Regions from separate parts of the Xenopus tropicalis genome. Here region 2 is linked to region 1. The links are chromatin contacts, called in public Hi-C maps. All regions are on one chromosome and are shown on one strand. The core of a region is the stretch at or near the end of the contact, and the rest is flanking DNA. Distances in the headings are between cores, read along the strand shown.

Region 1 (3,493 bases), core at 296-2,795:
GGGTTACTGCCTGCCCTGCTCTCATTTCCCTACAGAAATAGGGGTTGGTAGCACTAGGTAGGTACCTAATATATAGGGGCAGAGACAGGGGAAAGTGTTGGAAGGGTTACTACCTGCTCTGCTCTCATTTCCCTACAGAAATAGGGGTTGGTAGCACTAGGTAGGTACCTAATATATAGGGGCAGAGACAGGGGAAAGTGTTGGAAGGGTTACTGCCTGCCCTGCTCTCATTTCCCTACAGAAATAGGGGTTGGTAGCACTAGGTAGGTACCTAATATATAGGGGCAGAGACAGGGGAAAGTGTTGGAAGGGTTACTGCCTGCCCTGCTCTCATTTCCCTACAGAAATAGGGGTTGGTAGCACTAGGTAGGTACCTAATATATAGGGGCAGAGACAGGGGAAAGTGTTGGAAGGGTTACTGCCTGCCCTGCTCTCATTTCCCTACAGAAATAGGGGTTGGTAGCACTAGGTAGGTACCTAATATATAGGGGCAGAGACAGGGGAAAGTGTTGGAAGGGTTACTGCCTGCTCTGCTCTCATTTCCCTACAGAAATAGGGGTTGGTAGCACTAGGTAGGTACCTAATATATAGGGGCAGAGACAGGGGAAAGTGTTGGAAGGGTTACTGCCTGCCCTGCTCTCATTTCCCTACAGAAATAGGGGTTGGTAGCACTAGGTAGGTACCTAATATATAGGGGCAGAGACAGGGGAAAGTGTTGGAAGGGTTACTGCCTGCCCTGCTCTCATTTCCCTACAGAAATAGGGGTTGGTAGCACTAGGTAGGTACCTAATATATAGGGGCAGAGACAGGGGAAAGTGTTGGAAGGGTTACTGCCTGCCCTGCTCTCATTTCCCTACAGAAATAGGGGTTGGTAGCACTAGGTAGGTACCTAATATATAGGGGCAGAGACAGGGGAAAGTGTTGGAAGGGTTACTGCCTGCCCTGCTCTCATTTCCCTACAGATGTAACATTAACCCTTTTGCTGTCAGTCCCGTCCCCTCCTGCTCACTCAGAATTTGCCCACTTACCTCTCAGGTACCTTTGCCCCACTAAGTGCTGGGCGTTTGGATACCCCAGGTGGGCGTAGAAGTGGGTGATATGAAAATGGAAATTCTCATAGCAAAACCAAATGTACATCAGCAGCAAAATTGAGCCAAAAACCACTAGAATCTGGGAGAGAGAGGGAACAAGTTATCAGTCGTATGGAGGAAGCAGAACAGTAGATAGAGCAGAAGAGCTTACATTCTAATAAGACAATCACAGAGGGCTCTTACCTCCCACTGCTCCCATTTTGGTGGCTGCTTTGCTGTAAATTCTGGTTTCGGGTCGGGGGTTCTGCCCGTTCTTCTGCGCAGAGGTGGGACCGGCATCCTTGGGATCTGCCTCGGGCTGAGTTTGGGTGCCCCCCAGTCTCCTACAGACCTGACCGGGGATACAGGGGATACAGGGGTAGGGATGGGATGCCTGCATCACTGGCCAATCACAGCGCTGGACAGAAGGAACAGCTGCCTCTGGCTGATAACACTTATCTCCCCGGGACACCGAGCTGCAGGGACACCGCATATAAATCAATGGCACAACAGGATCATTGTCTGAATCCGGGGGCCGGCACCATGTCATTTCCCCATTGTGTAAACTGATACTCAAACTGGGGGGCCCCAGTGGGACTCAGCATGCTTTAACCCTTTCAAATGCAAAGGAAATAAAGGGAAACTAAACCCCCAGAATGAATACGTAACCAACAGACAGTTTATATCATATTAAGTGGCCTATTAAAGAATCTCCCCAAACTGGAATATATATATCAGTAAATATTGCCCTTTTACATCCTTTCCCTTGAGCCGCCATTTAGTGATGGGCTGTGTGCTCCCTCAGAGATCAGCTGACAGGAAGTGATGCAGCTCTAACTGTAACAGGAAGTAGTGTGGGAGCAAAAGGCAGAACTCTGCCCATTCATTGGCTGATGGAGCCTAGCATGTATGTGTGCCTTGGCTTGTTTGTGTGCACTGTGACTCCTATGATCCCAGGGGGCGGCCCTTAGTACATAAAATGGCAGTTTCCTATTTAGGATTACCCAATGGCACATACTGCTAAATAAGTATATTTATATGAAAATGGTTTATTTAGATGAAGCAGAGTTTTACATAGGAGCTGTTTATACAATATATTTGTATAGAGACCGACATTGTTTGGGGTATAGTTTTCCTTAAGGGGAAGCCCTACAGGGAGCTGTAAACACCAGGACCCTCCTATAAGAGCTTTAGTTGCTGAAAGGCTGATGTGAGGTTACACCAATTTACCACTAGGGGGTGCTGCCGTCACATGAGAGTGTTTGTATTTGGTCGCTAGGCCTGCAGATTTAACCTTTCACCAACCCCGGATCATCATTAGAATTCTTGCTGCCTACAGAACCAAAGCATAACATATCCAAATATAAATATAAATAACAGATAACTCTGGCCACTGTGTTATTGGTTTTTCTATGTATAGCCCATGGCTTCTCCTCATTGTAGTGGCGCTATAGAAAGAGATAAGAGAGCCAGACTGGGAACAATGGAGTCCTATGTAAGGCTGAAACTGCCAGTCTTGTGAATGTATAATTATTTCTCTCTGGTTTTGTTCTCCTTATCTATAGACACCACTTGAATATTAACCCCTTAGCTTTTGTACTTCCGACCCTGTATCGTGTCCTGTTGGCGGCTGCCGAGAATTCCGGCCAGGGGGTTAATTTAACCCTTCTGTGGATACTTTGCTCAGCCTCCTGCGGCATATTGGGCGCCTGCGCAGTTCTATGACCTACTTACTTCAACTTGTATAAAAGGAACGGCCGGTCTGAAACATCCCTCTGCCAACGGCTTGTAGGGAACAAATAACTGCCCCTTTATCCTCCCAGAGAGCAGGAAAGCGACGTGTGCGACATACGGAACACTGAGCCTTTCAGCCGCCAGTTTGTAGCCAGGGGCCTTTGGGCTTTTCCCATTGACACTATAATCAAATCTGTTTCCTTAACAAATGTCCCAAAGACCCTGGCATCAGAGCCCACTTTCTGAACCATCTGATTGGGCCCCATTGGACGGCCATAAGTCTATCCGGATTGATCATTTCATCTGCCCCTTCTCAGTGCATGGATAAAGCGCTGGCAGAGGCAGAACTGGGCAGCGCTTCCCAAATTACCTGATGGTTTGGCCCTCTGCATGGCCAAGTTTTAACTAAATTTAACCATTTGGGTTGTCGTTCAACTGGGAGGATAACAGACAGTTATTCATATTGATTCCTCGTTTGATATTTCTGCAACAAAAATCATTTGAGTGCACTTCAGCTACCTGCACAGGGCACAAATAAGCACTCACCCCAAATCCCCCCCTAACTGGCCTTCAGGCTGGGCCCCCTTAGCCCATAACAAGGTTACAGATATATAGAAACATTGGGGTAACAGTCACCCCGCTATAGTTCCAGGGGTACCCAGGGCACAAATAAGCACTCACCCCAAATC
Region 2 (3,493 bases), core at 658-3,157, 260 kb before region 1:
GCATATTGGGCCCTGGTTGTCGTGGCTATGGGCATATTGGGCCCTGGTTGTCGTGGCTATGGGCATATTGGGCCCTGGTTGTTGTGGCTATCGGCATATTGGGCCCTGGTTGTCGTGGCTATTGGCATATCTGGCCCTGGTTGTCGTGGCTAGCTTGGCATTTTGGGCCTTGCTATTCCATACAAGAACCCTGGGTGGGCAAGAGGTGTAAGTTTTAAGCTAAGGTTACCAAATGATACAATGAAGCTGAGGAGGCTTCTAGAATTTGAGCTAGAATCACTGTGCCGAGGGCATTATGTTGTGTTTATTTCATGGCTCCCTGGTTCTCCAAGTGACCCGGAAACCATATTAAAGGGATGAGGTTGCTGTTCTACTTGGCACACATTTGCCTGAGGATTTCACAGCCCTTTTCCCCTTATCCTGTGTCCCTTACCTGCTCACCCAGTTCTGCAGGAACAGCCTTGGGTTCCTTGTGTGAGGCTGTACTGTGACTGGTTACTTCCCCTTTAATACTGCAGCCTTACCTGTGCGGGGTTTGCATTATCTAGTGCTTGTAGTGATGCAACTGCAATATCTCTCCATATTCTCAGGCCAAGTTCTATAGGGGATTTGGCACGTAATCGGCTACAGCAGTCAGAACCCCATTCCCAGGCGAGCAGGTAGTGCCACGGTGGCTATGGGGCAATGACGGATCCTTGGGATTGCAGCCAGTCTCAGCTCCAGCAATACACACATGCTATGTACAGGCCACGCCCACATTGCAGCCCCAACTGAATCATGGGAAAGGATGCCCCACTGTGCAGTGGTGTAACTGTAAGGGGAATAGGGGGCACCTTGAAAGCAATTTGCCCACATGGGGTGATACAGGCTGCACCCCAGGCACTTGCACAGGGTATAGGGGTCTAAAAACGCTTTCCTACTGGGGGGCCATTAAGTTTTCCTGTACTTACTGTAGCTCAGCACCCCAAGATAAAATCAGCCAATTTGATAATAAGGAGAGTAAATCAACTATGAATTCTCTATAGATAAATACTGAGCACTTTCAATAGAGTTTATTAATGGGCTTGCTCTGTAGCTATCCAATGAGGCTGATTCGGGTGAAGCAAGCAAAATGGCAGCTTTCATTCAAGTATTATTATTATTAACATTTATTTATAAAGCGCCAACATATCCCGCAGTGCTGTACAATAAGTGGGTTACATACATTGGACATACAGAGTAACATATAAAGCAATCAATAACCGATACAGGAGGGGAAGAGAGCCCTGCCCAAAAGAGCTTACACTCTACAAGGAGTAACATATAAAGCAATCAGTAACCGATACAGGAGGGGAAGGGAGCCCTGCCCAAAAGAGCTTACACTCTACAAGGAGTAGATGTATCCAGCAATAATAATTGTGCAGTACAAGGGAATTATGGGAAGATTTAGTCACATTAAATTGTAAGATCTGCCTCAAAAAGGGGATGGATCCATGATCATTCTGGGGCCCCATGTTTCCCAGCCATTCATTTTTGGTAAGTGCCAATAAACACGATGGTAGCTCCTGCCCTAAGTAGGATTGGAATTTATTCCTGCAATGGTTTGATGCTTACAATGTTGTTCTAAGTTCCCCTTGAGCAGTGAGCCCCTCCCACATTAGCTCCCTAAGCCCCTCCCACATTAGCTCCCTAAGCCCCTCCCACATTAGCTCCCTGTGCCACCTGTAGGCCAGACAATTAGGATTAGGGTATTAAGTAGAACTGAGGAAGGGAAACCTGAGCCTGTGGGATATTCTCCAGCCCTGAGTCATTATACAGAGCTCTCTCCCTGCGGCTCCCCCTGCCCTGGCCCAGGAGAGACGCCCTACTGATTATGTGCTGCAAAGAGTCCGGAGCTGCCCTGAAACCAAACAAAGTCTGTAGGATCTGCTGTCTGTGCCTCTGGGACTGGGCTCCCTGCCACCCACTCACCCTGGCACAGGTACCACCCGGGTACTGAGGGAGCACCGGCACGGTAAGGGGGCGAGGGGCTGATTTAGCTCATAGAGGGGCAGGTGGGGGGGCATTACTGACTAGGGGCACTAACATCAAAATGAAGGTATTTGTGGCTGAAGACAAATATGTTTAATACATATTTCATTGTAAGCAGCAGTCCTGCCCTGCTTTATGGCTGAGATTCTAGCTATCTGTATAACAGAGCATTCTGTCACAGTGGCACAGATCCTATCTGATCCCCCCCCCCCCCCCATTGTAAGCAGCAGTCCTGCCCTGCTTTATGGCTGAGATTCTAGCTATCTGTATAACAGAGCATTCTGTCACAGTGGCACAGATCCTATCTGATCCCCCCCATTGTAAGCAGCAGTCCTGCCCTGCTTTATGGCTGAGATTCTAGCTATCTGTATAACAGAGCATTCTGTCACAGTGGTACAGATCCTATCTGATCCCCCCATTGTAAGCAGCAGTCCTGCCCTGCTTTATGGCTGAGATTCTAGCTATCTGTATAACAGAGCATTCTGTCACAGTGGCACAGATCCTATCTGATCCCCCATTGTAAGCAGCAGTCCTGCCCTGCTTTATGGCTGAGATTCTAGCTATCTGTATAACAGAGCATTCTGTCACAGTGGCACAGACCCTATCTGATCCCCCCATTGTAAGCAGCAGTCCTGCCCTGCTTTATGGCTGAGATTCTAGCTATCTGTATAACAGAGCATTCTGTCACAGTGGCACAGATCCTATCTGATCCCCCCATTGTAAGCAGCAGTCCTGCCCTGCTTTATGGCTGAGATTCTAGCTATCTGTATAACAGAGCATTCTGTCACAGTGGCACAGATCCTATCTGATCCCCCCATTGTAAGCAGCAGTCCTGCCCTGCTTTATGGCTGAGATTCTAGCTATCTGTATAACAGAGCATTCTGTCACAGTGGCACAGATCCTATCTGATCCCCCCCATTGTAAGCAGCAGTCCTGCCCTGCTTTATGGCTGAGATTCTAGCTATCTGTATAACAGAGCATTCTGTCACAGTGACAGATCCTACAGTTAATAGTACAGCACTGAATGATGGATACAGATGGCACGGCAGCAGATCTGGCTAGATTGTATTGTTTTAGGATCAGATGTTTCTGTGCCTTTGTTTACAGCCCAGACCGACTGAGCATGTGTTATTCCTATATTTATAGTGGTGTCCCTGTCACCTACACTCTGCTCCCGCCCACAGCCAGGTAGGGGCACAGGTATAACCGCACTCTTGATTTTCTTGTTTTTCTTCATTACTCAGATCTGTCCCACAGACTCACAAAGTTCTCAAAATGTCGGACGGAGACGTCATACTGGTAAGTGAGGTTATATGTAACCAAATAAATTCCTAAATTCTCTACTGTAAATGATAAGGATATTAGCAGTCACTGAGGGGTTCTGTGCCCATATAAAGGCACAAGGCTGCAGGCTGAGTTATACAGGGAACTCTGAGTATCACTCATGTATTATAAGGGATAATGTACCCCCTACTGTAAATGA

What was found. A called contact is a pair of places that touch in the nucleus more often than the background predicts.
Region 2: a Hi-C map of tailbud embryo shows a contact between it and region 1, with 7 times the contacts expected there. The contact joins the promoter of fam177b here to the enhancer-like site in region 1. A contact is called at or near these places in 5 of 5 Hi-C or Micro-C datasets (brain, gastrula embryo, liver and 2 more).

Annotation. Positions count from the first base shown.
Region 1 is chr5:9,304,478-9,307,970 of UCB_Xtro_10.0, reverse strand. No RefSeq gene overlaps it. Among named protein-coding and RNA genes, the nearest start is that of ccdc185, 8.0 kb to the left of the region's middle. Within about 2 kb of position 1,545, at least 1 of the 11 cell types and tissues checked has an H3K27ac peak or open chromatin away from gene starts, as enhancers often do. A contact at or near this core is called in gastrula embryo, where this site is marked.
Region 2 is chr5:9,567,356-9,570,848 of UCB_Xtro_10.0, reverse strand. fam177b (family with sequence similarity 177 member B) reads left to right here and starts at 1,907. Exons shown (of 7, transcript NM_001127139.1): 1 at 1,907-1,993; 2 at 3,255-3,309. The coding sequence starts at 3,286.